2 separate regions of the Zea mays genome follow, and region 1 is linked to region 2. A link is a contact called in public Hi-C data. All regions are on one chromosome and are shown on one strand. Each heading gives the region's core, a stretch centred on a gene start, on an enhancer-like site or on the middle of the called end of the contact. The rest is flanking DNA. Distances are from core to core; before and after follow the strand shown. Region 1 has its middle 70 kb from the start of LOC103649866. Region 2 holds the start of LOC100381825 (ARM repeat superfamily protein).

What was found. Hi-C and Micro-C count contacts between places; a contact is called where the count stands out from the background.
Region 1: a Hi-C map of leaf shows a contact between it and region 2, with 6 times the contacts expected there. The contact joins the enhancer-like site here to the promoter of LOC100381825 in region 2. A contact is called at or near these places in 2 of 25 Hi-C or Micro-C datasets (ear and leaf).

The regions. Positions count from the first base shown.
Region 1 is chr3:25,832,191-25,839,442 of Zm-B73-REFERENCE-NAM-5.0, forward strand. No RefSeq gene overlaps it. Among protein-coding and RNA genes, the nearest start is that of LOC103649866, 70 kb to the right of the region's middle. Within about 2 kb of position 3,856, at least 17 of the 20 cell types and tissues checked have an H3K27ac peak or open chromatin away from gene starts, as enhancers often do. A contact at or near this core is called in ear and leaf, where this site is marked.
Region 2 is chr3:25,428,363-25,435,589 of Zm-B73-REFERENCE-NAM-5.0, forward strand. It overlaps LOC100381825 (ARM repeat superfamily protein), which reads right to left and starts at 1,759. Exons shown (of 20, transcript NM_001321373.1): 1 at 1,368-1,759.

The DNA.
Region 1 (7,252 bases), core at 2,606-5,105, 410 kb after region 2:
ACCTCGGCTTCGGAGGAGCCTCCACGTCGCCCGACCTAGGGCACAGGCCCGCCACGTCAACAGGAAGCGCCATCATCACCCTACCCCGAGCCGACTCGGGCCGCAGAGAACAAGACCGGAGTCCCATCTAGCTGTCTCCACCAGATAGGCAATGATGGCGCCCCGCATGCCCTGTGACGACGGCGGCTCTCAGCTCTCTTACGGAAGCAGGGGGACGTCAGCAAGGAAACAACCGCTCCGACAGCTGTCCCTCCGCCAGGCTCCGTTGCTCCTCCGACAGCCACGACATCCCACCAGCAGGGTGCCAAGATCTCTCCGGCTGCCACATTGGCATGTACTTAGGGCGCTAGCTCTTCCCCCGCTAGACACGTAGCACTCTGCTACACCCCCATTGTACACCTGGATCCTCTCCTTACGCCTATAAAAGGAAGGACCAGGGCCTTCTTAGAGAAGGTTGGCCGCGCGGGGACGAGGACGGGACAGGCGCTCTCTTGGGGCCGCTCGCTTCCCTCACCCGCGTGGACGCTTGTAACCCCCTACTGCAAACGCACCCGACCTGGGTGCGGGACGAACACGAAGGCCGCGGGATTCCCATCTCTCTCGCGCCGGACTCCGGCCTCCTCGCTCCTTTCCCCCCTTCGCGCTCGCCCACTCGCTCGACCCATCTGGGCTGGGGCACGCGGTACTCACTCGTCGGCCTGAGGGACCCCCCGGTCTCGAAACGCCGACAAATATAAAATGAAAAAATTAAATAATTACATTGTTAAGAGATAACTCGTTGTACAAATATGTTTATTTTAATGCACACATAATAATTTCTAACATCTAGCAATGTGTATAAGTAACAATGTTTTGTATTAATAACAAAGAAAGTATGTCATGATTATAATTTAAGTAGGGACGGGGATCTCTGATGGGGATTTATCCTTACGGGGAACGGGATGAGAAAGAAATACCCCCGCAAGAGTTCGTGGGGATCCTGCGGGGAACTTTTTTTGTCGCAGGAACGGGTATGGTGAACTAAAACTCGACGGGGAATTTTTTGTTGCCATCCCTATACTGATCTAGTTGGTTGGTTGTCACTTGGCGGCTGCTAACTGCTTTCCAAGTGATAATAAAACAACCATCCAACCCTGTATACTAAGGGCCTGTTTGTTTACCCCATAGATTATATAATCTGGATTATTTTTAGAGGATTATATAATCTGGATTATAATCTGGATTATATAATCTAGATTATATAATCTGAGTAGTCCTGTTTGTTTACCCAGATTATTTGAGTTGTTAATAGGATTCTTTTGTACGAGAAAGACAAGAATGCCCTCTATATTTGTACTAGGTTGAAACTCATATATGAGATGAACAATATAACAAACGTTTCTGAGTATTCATAATTTATTACATAAATAATTTCAAAAAATAATTCAATTGACATTGGCAAATACTGCATTAGCAATATTTTCACAGAAGGCATTCATGTCACCTTCTTCATCCCCAAATTGACTAGTACTAGGCTGAGATGATAGCATTGGCATATAATCTTCATCTTCATCACAACTGTCGAGGACCGTAATTAGGGGTACCCCCAAGGCTCCTAATCTCAGCTGGTAACCCCCATCAGCACAAAGCTGCAAAGGCCTGATGGGCGCAATTCCGGTCAAGGCTCCGTTCACTCAAGGGACACGACCTCGCCTCGCCCGAGCCCAGCCTCGTGCAGGAACGATAGACCAAGGTAGATTCACGCCTCGCCCGAGGGTCTCCTCAAGCAACGGGCGCACCTTCGACTCGCCCGAGGACCAGCTCGGGCAGGCTTCACGGAGAAGCAACCTTGGCCAGATCGCCTCGCCAGCCGACCGGATCGCAGGAGCATTCAATGCAAGGATCGTCTAACACCTTATCCTGTCGCGCGCTCTCCAGTTTGAACATATTGCTTATTGATTCATACCTATACTCACCAAGCATTACTTTGTTTGAAATATTGCAATTGATCTCCAAAGTATTATGAATCTTAATCATGACCTTAACCATGGGATTCTTTGAGCGCTTCAGTGGGCTATTAACAACAGTAGGACTAGCTCTTTTCTTTGACTAAGTTGAGACGCCTCTCTTCGACTGAGTTGACTTGCTGCCACTAGCAAAAGGAGACACAAATTCATCATATTGAGCATCACAGTCTGCCTCAAATGTGCCAAAATCAACTCCATCAATACTATCAACCTCAGTCTCATGATTTTCCACATCATAAAATTCACCTGGAGCGCATGATGTAGATCCATCCACTGCAATATGTTCAAACATTTGTGTCATGAAATCTTCATTTTCTGGAGGGCCATATTTCAGTTTCTTCCAATCAGGATGCCTCTGTATAACAATTACAATATTTAGTACTACATCATAGATGAAAGAAATTAAAACAAGTACAATATAACTTTAACTAATATGTTATTACCTTTGTATTTTTCTTCCAATATTCATCACTTGCAATCACAGTCCCTAGCTTAGAATCCCATCCAAGTCCTGTATCTTTGTTTAGACCAAGCCAAAAACTGTAAAGCCCTTTCAGTAAATCCCACTTATTCTTCAATTGAGTTTTGCTGTGAAGCAAACCAGTTCTTTGTCGATACTTAACACAAATATTTTTATACGCTGAAGTAGTTAGTGTTCCATTTGGTCTGTTACCAGCTTCAACCTCTTCAACACATATTTCACAAAAAGTTCTAGTATTCATGGATGACCAATCTGCCTTGTCATATTTCTCCTTCTATACGAAAATATATATACAAGCATATCACATATGAACATTACAAATGTCTATAAATTAGCAATGGCCATGTGTTAGAAAATTACTCACCGAATTATTTGCAGTAATTTCAGCTTCAACTTCAATTGGTTCATTATCTTCCCGACCTTGAGCATTTAAATCGATGTCAATACCAACACTTCGGCCACCACGAATGCTCCTTCCGGCACTCCTACTACCGCGTATCACACAACTAGTGCCACGACCGGCACTACGCCCTGCCAGTGTAAATCCTGCGCCACGACGACCTGCCGTCATGGAACCACGTACCATGGTTGGTTTGCCTCGTTCAGGTGCCGTAACATCACCAACTCCTGATTCAATGTCTGTTGGTTCCGACGGAGGATCCATCACAATACACCTGTAGATAGAGTAGCATTGTAGCAATTAGATGGTCGCACTCTGGATCTCGGCAGGACAGTTGCAGAGAAAAATTAGGCGCCCCAGCTGATCTGCGGCGGGAATCGGCCGGCCCCGTCGTACGTCCGTCCCGTTGGCACGGCGCGGCGGGATCCTGTGCCGTGGGGCGCGGGACGCGTCGGAGCGGCGGGCGGGAATCTGCTGCGCGCGGGACGCGTCAGAGTGCCAGGCGGCGGGATCCTGTGCCGCGGGGCGCGGGGGGTGGGGGCTAGGCGGCGGGTTTCTGTTGGGCGGCGGGCTTCTCCGATCCGATAGGCGCAAAAACGATTTGGTGGATTATAATGGCAATGGTGGGTAATTTATAGGAAACTTGAAAGGATAGTGGGAAAGTGGGAAAAAAAATAATGTGAAATAAGCACCTCCTCACTTGCTTATGGATTATCATAATCCAAGAGGTTAGATTATATAATCTGGGCAAATAAGCTGGACTGTTTGTTTGCTTCTTAGGATTATTTAATCCAGATTATATAATCTGGGGGTAAACAAACAGGCCCTAAAGTCATGTTTTTTCTTGGTTGGTTTCAAAAGTTTGACTTTTTTGTATCATCAAAACAATGGACAGGCAGTGGCTCGCTCTTTTTTCTTTCCCTCCGTGGTAGATGCAAAAGGACTTGCAGAGGGCCCAAACCCTCGTCCTCCGGTAATACGTGGGCCTTGGGCCGACGGAACGCCAGGCTGAGCCACAGGACGCTTCTCTGCCATGTTTGTTTGGTTACATCAATCCAAAATAAGATTGGAGAGAATTAAATCCTCTCTAAGACTTTTTTAGGTACTTTAATATTGACCGCAATTCATATATATTGAGGTAAATTAGGTGTAAATTAGTTTAGGTTACATACTAATCCATCTTAATACATATGGATTGAAATCAATATTAAAATACCTAAATTAGACCGTAGAGAGATTTAATCCTCTTCTGGTGTAACCGAATAAGTGGGTCTACAGTTATCAAACTGGCCCTCCATAAAGCCCCATTACTACACGATGGCCTACGCCTGGCCCGTTGCACCATTGCGAGACTGCAGGTAAGCGGGTTTGATTGAGGCCCATAGAAAAGTAGCATATCCGTTGTCCCGAATCACTTTCCCATACTATTAGCCTAATTCAACATGTTCAAACGGGTCGGATCAAGATCGAGTCATAGGCCATTTAGCATAGCTCGTACCCCACCCGTATCTAGTGTTGGATCGGGTTTTTTCAGGTTAGGTTGGGATTTTTTGGCTTTGGCACAGGTTTTTTCGGGTTGGGTCGGATTTTGGGTAAAAAAATATGGCCCCATACCTAATTCATGAATTATTGCAGGTCAAAAATTATGGTCTATACCTACCCGTTGCATTGGTCGGATCGGATCGGGCCGAGTTTTTTTCCGGACGGATCGGGTTGGGTTGGTCGGATTGAGTGGCCCATGATTAGATCTAAACCTAATATATGTGCCATATACAACAACCAAATTATAATTTCTATGTATAAGACAATTGCAAGTCAACTCAAAATATATATCGTAATCTCTAAAGTTATTTTAAAAAATATCCACTTTATTGAAACATTCAAATGATGTCAGATACCATGTACCTCTCTAGCAATCAAACTATGTATAAGACAATTGCAACTAAACTCAAAATATATATCGTAATCTCTAAAGTTATTTTAAAAATACCCAGTTTATTGAGACATTCAAATGATGGGATACCATGTACCTCTGTAGCCATCAAATTCGTTACCTTTTCATATTGCCACAGCGTACTTCTAGTTTTATTTGCATGTCCTTTTCTAACCATGTAAACACTCACGGAAGAACTGATCCAAGACAATATATGTTACAAATCCAAGGAAATATGTCTTCTCGTGTAAACAATCTTGGGCACAAGTGATAACAAAGGAGGCAAAAAGTTACATGGGGTGGATTGCTCCAAATTATTTATGTACCTTGAAATAGTTACTAGAATTCATTATTATACCGTTATCAAAATGATATCAAGACATCACGACATGCTAACCTTGGGCGCCTAGACTTTGCTGATTCTATACATCTTTCATCTCTGTCTTGCAGTATTTCTTGGGGCCAAGAAACTAAGGTTCGAACAACCATGAGGGACGTCACAGTTTTCTAGACCGGCGACCGCAGTCTCCAGGAGTTGTCAAACCAAACAATTGCCCTGAAAGCAATGAAGTTGCAACGAAAACGAGTAGAAATAATAAGGGCTTGTTCGTTTCTGTAGGATTGCACCTAGAATCGTTCCAGCTAATCAAAGTTTATATAAATTAGAGAAGCAATCCGGTTAGGAATCGTTCCGACCCACCAATACGGCACAAACAAACAAGACCTAAGACTGGAAAAAATCTTGATGTACACAGACATCATTACTCTTGTCCACCTAACCAGTGTCCTTGTAGGCACTATTTATATGTGTCAATAGAGATAACAATCGAACGAGTAGGACACCGATATATGTTTTAAGAACCCCTACCCCAAATAAAACTCAACCCATATTCATACCTATATATATTCATGGGTATAGATCTGTATTTATACACGTACCCGTCGGATATCTATTATCTACCTGACCACTATAATTTGAGCATTCAACATCAAACAACAATTTTATCACATTTAAAAAAAATATTATTCTAGCAGCATTAAACGATAACTTCAGCACCAAACAACATATATCGATGGAAAAAAAAGAAAAATGGGAATTTAGGACAATGTATTGAATTTGGTTGGCCCATATGTCAGTTACCCATCGGGTAACTGATATGGATACTAGATATCCATACCCACGAAAAAGTTATCTGCATGTACTTTATTATATCTATACCTGTACACGTGGATAGCAAATTCCATCATATACGTGTTTAATGGGCAATTATCCGTGGTTATTTATTCATACTTGTACCCATTGTCATCCCCAGTCCATAGGCAATACAAAAGATCGTATTGCCCTTGCCCTTCCATCTGCTCTAGGATGGAAGTATATTCCTCTATGCCTAAGGACAATACGGTTAGGAAACCTCAACCCCTTCTCCAAAGCACCTAAACCACTACAACAATCATGAAAGGAGGCCTCATAAATTAAGAACACATGGCCCTAGCTTCGCCCTCGCCACATTTTTCATATTCTCTTATGTCGTATCGTTGTCCCTCCTCGCCCTGCGAAGACCTACACTAAATGGTCTCAACGAGATAGGCGAAAAATGACACCATCAGAAAATCTCAAACACATTAATCATTGACCATTTCGCTGCATGGTCTGTTGGGAACTTGTTCTCAAATGCTATGAGTTAAGAACAAGACCACACAAAAACATCAAATGTTAAACCCTTCGTCCTTCGAGGCATTATTTCCCTTGGGATATAATAATCTTCGGACGAAGGTTATGAAGGACATACCTTCATTAATGCAACATATAATAATGAAGAAAGAATTATATGAAATGTAAAAGATAACATAAACAATTATATATCAACTCATTTCTATTTTATTACTATAGAAAAATAGAAATGATATCAGATTACAAATGTACCTTTAGCTCGAAGAAAGGTAAAAGTACAAGCATGACGCAAAAGCAGGATAACAAGTCAGCGTGAACAGTACGGGAGTGCTGTTCATCTATTTATAGGCACGGGACGTAGCCCGTGTGAAATTACATCCATGCCCTTTGCATTTGCTAATGACTCTAAGGTAATCCGCCGAGGTCTAAATAGCCTTTTACCTTTTAAGTCGGTTCCCTTTTCTGCCGTTATGCCGAAGCTCACTTGCGCGTAGCTTCGGCGCTGCGTCAACCTTCGTATTGTTCGCGCTTTTTACACTGTGTGTGGTACTGATCCGAGTTCGAAGGCACCTGTTCATATATTACACTCAAGAAACATTATTAAATCATGTTTTTGAGGACCTTCAGAAGACGAAGGCCCCAACAGTAGCCCCTCGCAAGGTTAATTTGTTAGAATAACGAATTCAGATTGCGATATGGACGAAGGCCCTAAGCTGAAGGTCCGAAAAAACACCTTCCCTTTGCTAGAATAGCAACAGTC
Region 2 (7,227 bases), core at 509-3,008:
TATTATAATATTTAATTATTTTTTATCTCATTTAAATTCCTATTTGTCATATCTCTTTATTAATATATCAAACTTAGATAAGCAGCAAAAAGCAAGGTCCAAGCTGCTTTTAAATTTGTACTATAAAAAAACTGGTTTTTCAAGTACTACTAGAAAAGCTAAACCCCTTTAGTTCAGCTTCTGTTTTTTTAAAGTAGAAGCAAGTTCAAAAAACTGAACAAAACACACCATAAAAAACTTAAGATAGCCTCGAGCATTGCATAAGAAGATTTTCTCACACGGTTCGAAAAAACACTCGAACCCTTGCCCCACTCAGTGGTACCGTAGCACATGTAAGAATGATCATGACTGGGGCCGGACCTTAGACTTGTACTGTGGCATACAAACGGGGGCACTTTTTTAACCTCAAACTGAAAATTCACTCAACGGGAAGTCAAAATCAGGACTTGAGGAATGCTACTCAAGCCATCCAACCACTCAGCTAGATGCCCTACTCTGACTAATCACTGCTACCAGATTAAAAGGATATGAATTAGCTTCAAAAAGTTTCTGCAACTGCAAGGCCACTGCTACAGAGCTTCCTTCAGAAAGAAAACCACAAATTATGTTTTCTTTACATGCGCAGAAGCCAGAATATTAGAACATGAAACAGATACGCACAGTTCAGAACAATAACTGCAATACCAGCCAGGCACGAAGCGGCTTGCCAATTCCTCTACAACTGGCCTTAGAGGCAGCTCTATAAAGTATGAGAAAACTATTAAGTGCTGTCCAAAAAGTTCATTTGGTGTACTTGGCAATATGTAATGAGCAAATGGTATTATGAGTCATCTAGTTTCCTAATTGAATAAATATTACCCTGAACTTTCGGGACTACAGGTGATATTGAACCTTGAACTCATTTGAATAGACAATTTCTAGGGCATTACTTTTTTCTCTCGAGTTGCGCATCAATATAATAAGAAGAAAAGGTGGGTCCAACGTAGACCAGTACAGGACACTTATATTATTAATGAAAAAGGTACACATTTTTTTTAACGAACGGTGAGATTGGCAGCAACACTCACAATTCTTGCTTGCAATGATAGTGTCCAGGTCTGCATCATCTTGAAATCTTCAACCGGATTATTTCCTAGGTCCTTTCAAAATGTTAATCAAATCCTAATATCATTCCACACCTATTTGCATCTGTATTGCTATACTATCCTGAGAGTCCAACCAAATCAGATCCTAAATCTTGAAAAACAATTGAACTGCTATTCATACAAAGCAACCAAACGTCCAGAATGTAGCGACTTGAGTATTGTACACATCTTGCGGGCAAAACATATAAACCAATTAACAGATGCAAGCTAGGTCGCCCGTACCTGCAAAAGAAGTAGCTTAGGCGTCGCAAGGGGAGCACCACGGCGGTGGCGTCCGCCACGTTGTGGCATTCCCTCACCGTGACGCCAGAGATGAAACTGCCTTTAGCCCTTCACGACATACCACGTGCTCCACATCACCGTTGTGGATGGCCAGATGACGGGAGATACGGCGGCCGCGGTGAGCGCGGGGCCGAAGGCTGGACGAGCGGAGCAGCCGAGGCGTGGGGCCGCAGGATGGAGGAGCCGAGGTGCTCGGGCGGAGGGTGGAGGCCATGCAGTGGAGGAACGGAAGACGGCGGATGAGCGGACGAGCGGAGGAGGCGGAGCTGGGGTCGGCCGCGCGGGTTACGGGGCGGCGGCGGGACTATGCTATTTTGGCGCTCGCGTTGTGTTCGTGTGTTTCCTTCCTGTACAAATTCCATCGAATTCCAAGCTATACTAGAAAATTAGACGCACTATATATGCCCTACACATAAAATAAGCAATATATGATAGTTTTTTCCACGAACAATGAAACCACAAATGATAATAAATTCAAGGCACATGATATTTTAGCGTAAGTGAGAATAGTATTAATCCTTCGACTATGCAACCAGTATACTACGATAACTTATATACAAAATATGTATTATATTTTTATGAAAAAAATATTTCATAATCAATTTGTGATCCTAGCCATACATAAATTTTGTTATTTTAATCTAGTCGTTTCACCAATACATTGCAACCATCAGTATCATGCAGTCTTCGATATATGCCACGATTTGTATGGTCTTATCATTGGAGAGCACGTTCCACACATGCCGGAAGAAATTCTCTCGTACATCGTTAGTCATCAGACACGCACCACCATACGCTCTTGCTTAAACAAAAAGGTAAGTGTGTGTGTTTGCGAAGAGAATTAAAGTCAGACCCACACAAAAGCTACCCTGACGATGGCGAGGATGACGAACTGGTCACTGTTGTCGATCCTCCTCTGCGTCACCTCCAGCGCCAAGATGACGTCACGATTCTCGATATAGTAGTCGTCAAACGCGCACGACATGACGAGTACCGATGACTCTTGGTTGGGCTGCCAAACGAAGTGCACCCCGGGCTCATCAGTGAGGTAGTACACTTGGTCGTTGCATCACCGGATGCATTACTCCACTACATACATCATGTTCGAGGACACTCACACAACGTCAGCATCGTCCCAATGCACAAGAATTCATGTCCGGTCAGTAGCGACTTACGTAGCAAGTTGGGCTTTAGGTGGACGATGAGCTGGATGGCGTGATGGCATCGTCGTCGGATGCGGTGTCCAGAACAACCCAACAGTCGTCGACGTTGGCGACAACCATGAGGCCCCCCTCTTAACGATGGACAGCGCGGTGCAGCTGCTCTGGACCGCGTCCAAACAGTGGCTTCGTGGGAGCTTGTCGTACACAGCGACGCATGCGACCACGTAGGACTGCTTCTAGAGGTCGAACTGACAGTCGCCAAGCTTCTTCTCGTCATCGATGAGCGACGCCAACGCGAGTGCCTCCTGCTGATGGTGTTTGTTCGGAGTTTTAAGTAAGAAACATGGATTAATGTTTGTCGTTGGTTTATGAAAATGACTCACTATTCTGATCCATGGAAAAAATATTACGAAGAAAAAAGATCACACATGCAAAAAGAGAAATTAAGTATAATACATTATTCAAACAAAAAATTGCATACAAAGTTCTTCTTTAAATAATATTACCTCCATCCAAAAATATAATTCAAGAATCTCGATGATACTTATCTACTACTACGCATTGTGCAAGGGTAGCAAGTGAGTTTGGTGAGAGATGTAGTAGATGTGTTTTCTATCATAGATGTAGACATAAACACACATGTGGTGTAGCGGTAGCTACTCTTGGCCTTTGCTTGAGAGGTCACGGGTTCAAATCCCCTTGAGGACATGTGTGTTTTTTTAATTTTAGCTAGACGTGGGATGTACCCACGAGGGAATGGGAATGGGCTTTGCGGGGAGGGAGGAATGAGAAAGACAGAACAGAATATGGGAATGAGAAACGCAGAACAAGAAATGAGAATGGTGGCAGAACACGGAATGGTCGACTACCCTTGCAGCCTTAATAAGTAGTAGAGATATTGCAATTCTGCTTGTGGGCACAGGTATCTCGAGGTTTTATACCCGATGACACCTAAGAGAAAGGGTATGGACAAAAAATCGCCCACGTAGGACACAGACATAAAATCTCGCTTGCACTTAATGCCTGCTACCAGTATAATTCTACGGGTCCATGTCATTAAAATATCAGCCTAAACGTCGTCCCTAAACCCCTATCCTCATTCCTTGATTCCTCAATCCTCCTCTCCTGTCCAGGGTGATCGGCGGCAACAACAGGGCACGTCGCCGACAAGCACCCACTGGCCACCAGGTTCATCGGCGTCGCCCCTTCTCCAGTTATCCACTCTCTCGCTTTCTGCAGTGCGAAACAGACACCCATTGCTGGCTTCCTCTTCCTCTGTGGCAGTGGCACGTCGGGACTCCCCCACTCGGTTGCCTAGCAATGATGAGGACTCCTTGGCCCCTTGCCCATCCGCCCCTACCTAGGCACTAGCCAGTCCTACCTTGTCGCTCCATAGTCCTCCACCTAGCCCTGACTCGTTGGTCCTCGTTTCCTATATCTGCCCCTCACCTCAGCCCTCGCTGCGAGTCTATGACGCTGTGATATCCTGGCCCTAGTGGGATGGTGATATCCTGGCCCAAGGCTTAATAGAATTAATAGAGTATCCATATCAACAAGGTGCATCTTTTTTTCGGAAGCCAATCTCAAAAGAACCTCCAAGTTAGGTGTGCTTGGCTTAGAGCAATTTGGTATGGGTGACCGACTGAGAAGTTTTCTCGGGTGCGCATAAGTGAGGACAAAGTGTGCACAGAAAGACTCGTGTTGGTCTGTAGGGACAATATATGATCCTAGAGAGCAGCCAGGAGTAAGTACCGCCAGTCCGGGAGTGGACGGGGTGTTACAAGTGGTATCAGAGCCAACCCTCACGGTTTCACGGGCGTATGTGGGTTAGGGGTTAGGGTATATGGCGCATGGCGCATGGCGCATGTGGGCCCAGATTGGTCACATGGCATGGCAAGGTGATGAGGACATCACTTCTATACATACAATGAATGGACCGATAACACGATCTCGTGCACGACAACTAAATCTCCAGGTACGTTCCACCCTAGTCAATTGTGTTTCAGAGCTTACGCTCGGGGCCATGGATGTTTTGATGATTAGGTACCTTGGAGAGGACTAGCAAGGACTTGGGAAAGGCCAAGGTGTTGAGGAGGAGCAGCAAGGGCGGCCACAACAGGAAGGAGATCAAGCCTAACTCGGCTGCGACTCCATCTCGGGTTCCAGGACCAGTCTACACTAAAATGGACACCTAGGATGCATCCGGACTCCGATTGCGACGGACTTGATATAGTTGGAAAGATAAGGAGATTATCTAACCAACCCAACTGGTTCCACCTTAAAATTCATCCGGAGTCAACGGGAATCGTCGAAACAATTCAGCGTTCAGATTCTGTTTTGATGCTGCGACACCGTCTGTTGGGCCGTTGGGCCGTATATCGCGTTGAAGCCCATTAGGGGCGAGTCCAGGGGTCACACACGCCCTAATACTCTATTTATTCAGCAGCCTCCGCGACATTAGGTTTTGGGTTTTGCTTAGATCAATTCTATCATCGAACAGTGTCGCCGTCATCGGTTTGTGAGACCCCATCCCGTAATCAATACAATTTTGGTTGCGTTTTCTTTCCTGTTCTTGCTTGTGTTCTTGATTGCGCTTGCAGGGATAAGCCTTCGTGGCAAGGTGATTCGTGTGTCACGGGTCATAACCAACGGAGCCGTGGTGTAGTGATTGCGAGGAACCGTTCGCTCGGAGCCTTAGATCATCAACGTCGAGATCTCCACTCAATCAAGTTATCGTATCTCACGAAAGATCGGGTCGCATCTACTATCACAAGGCATATGACGACACTAGACACACAGATGTGGCCAAGAGGGAGGTTCTTGGATTGAGGTTGACCGACGAGGACGTCGGTCTTCTAAGGGGGTGGATTGTGATATCCTGGCCCTAGTGGGATGGTGATATCCTGGCCTAAGGCTTAATAGAATTAATAGAGTACTCATATCAACAAGGTGCATCTTCTTTTTCGGAAGTCTATCTCAAAAGAACCTCCAATTTAAATGTGCTTGGGTTAGAGTAATTCGGGATGGGTGATCGACCGGAAAAATTTCTCGGGTGCGCATAAGTGAGGACAAAGTGCGCAGAAAAGACTTGTGTTGGTCTGTGGGATAATATATGATCCTAGAGAGCTGCCAGGAGTAAGTATCGCTGGTCCAGGAGTGTACGTGGGTGTTACATACACGGTCGCACAAGAGAGTAGCGCTTAGGCACCAACGGGGCATGGGGTGATGGGTTGTCCGAATATCCATGGGTACGAGCACGAGCGAGGAATTTTACCCATAATCCCTTCTGGGGATAGGCAAAGAGTAGAGGTGTGGTTATGCTATCAGGCGGGTAAATGGCTTACTCGCACCTTACCCAACCTGCTGCCAACCCTACCTATAATGTCGATCCAAAATCTCTACTACATTTAAGTGGGAATAATATTTCGTATGTCGTGCCTACCCCTGCCTGTGCCGCGTTCATTGCTTTGTAGCCCCCTGAGAGCACCTAGAGGGGGGGGGGTGAATAGGTGATCCTGTAAAACTTAAAACTTAACACCACAAACTTGATTAAGAGTTAGATCAATGAAATCAAGTGAGTGGAGAGGAGAACTCTTGTGTAGCACAATAGACACAATAAGGACAAGCACAATAGACACGAGGATTTATCCCGTGGTTCGGCCAAGTACAAAACTTGCCTACTCCACGTTGTGGCGTCCCAACGGACGAGAGTTGCACTCAACTCCTCTCAAGTGATCCAATTATCAACTTGAATACCACGGTGTTCTTCTTTAATTTTCTCTTTCCCGTTTGCGAGGAATCTCCACAACTTGGAGTCTCTCGCCCTTACAATAAGAATCAAAATGAAGCACTAGAGTAAGAGAGGGAAGCAACACACCCAAATCCATAGCAAATACGCACACACAAGATCAAGACTTGAGCTCAAAACAATATCTCGAGGTTTTCACTAGAACGGAGCTCAAATCACTAAGAATGTCGAACAAGTGCGCAAGAATGAAGTGTGAATGATCAACAATGCTCAAAGGTTGCTTTGTGTACTCCTCCATGCGCCTAGGGGTCCCTTTTATAGCCCCAAGGCAGCTAGGAGCCGTTGAGAGCATTCCAGGAAGGCAATTCTTGCCTTCTGTCGCCTGGCGCACCGGACAGTCCGGTGCACCACCGGACACTGTCCGGTGCAGATTTCTTTCCTTCTTTGGCGAAGCCGACCGTTGGAGTTTCAGAGCCGTTGGTGCACCGGACACACTGTCCGGTGCACACCGGACAATCTGGTGCCCCTTCTGACCGTTGGCTCTTGCCACGCGTCGCGCGTGGATTATGCGGCCGACCGTTGGCCCGGCCGACTGTTGGCTCACCGGACAGTTTGGTGCACCACCGGACAGTCCGGTGATTTATAGACGTACGCCGTTAATTTCTTCCCGAGAGCAGCCAGTTGACAGACGCCGGCCTGGCGCACCGGACACTGTCCGGTGCACCACCGGACAGTCCGGTGCACCCAGACCGAGCTGTCTTTGGCTGAACAAAGCCATCTCTTTTCCAACTTGATTTCTCCTGTTTCCAGCACTTAGACACAATACATTAGTCTCCAAAATAATGTACTAAGTCTTAGAAACATACCTTTACACTTGATTTGCACTTTG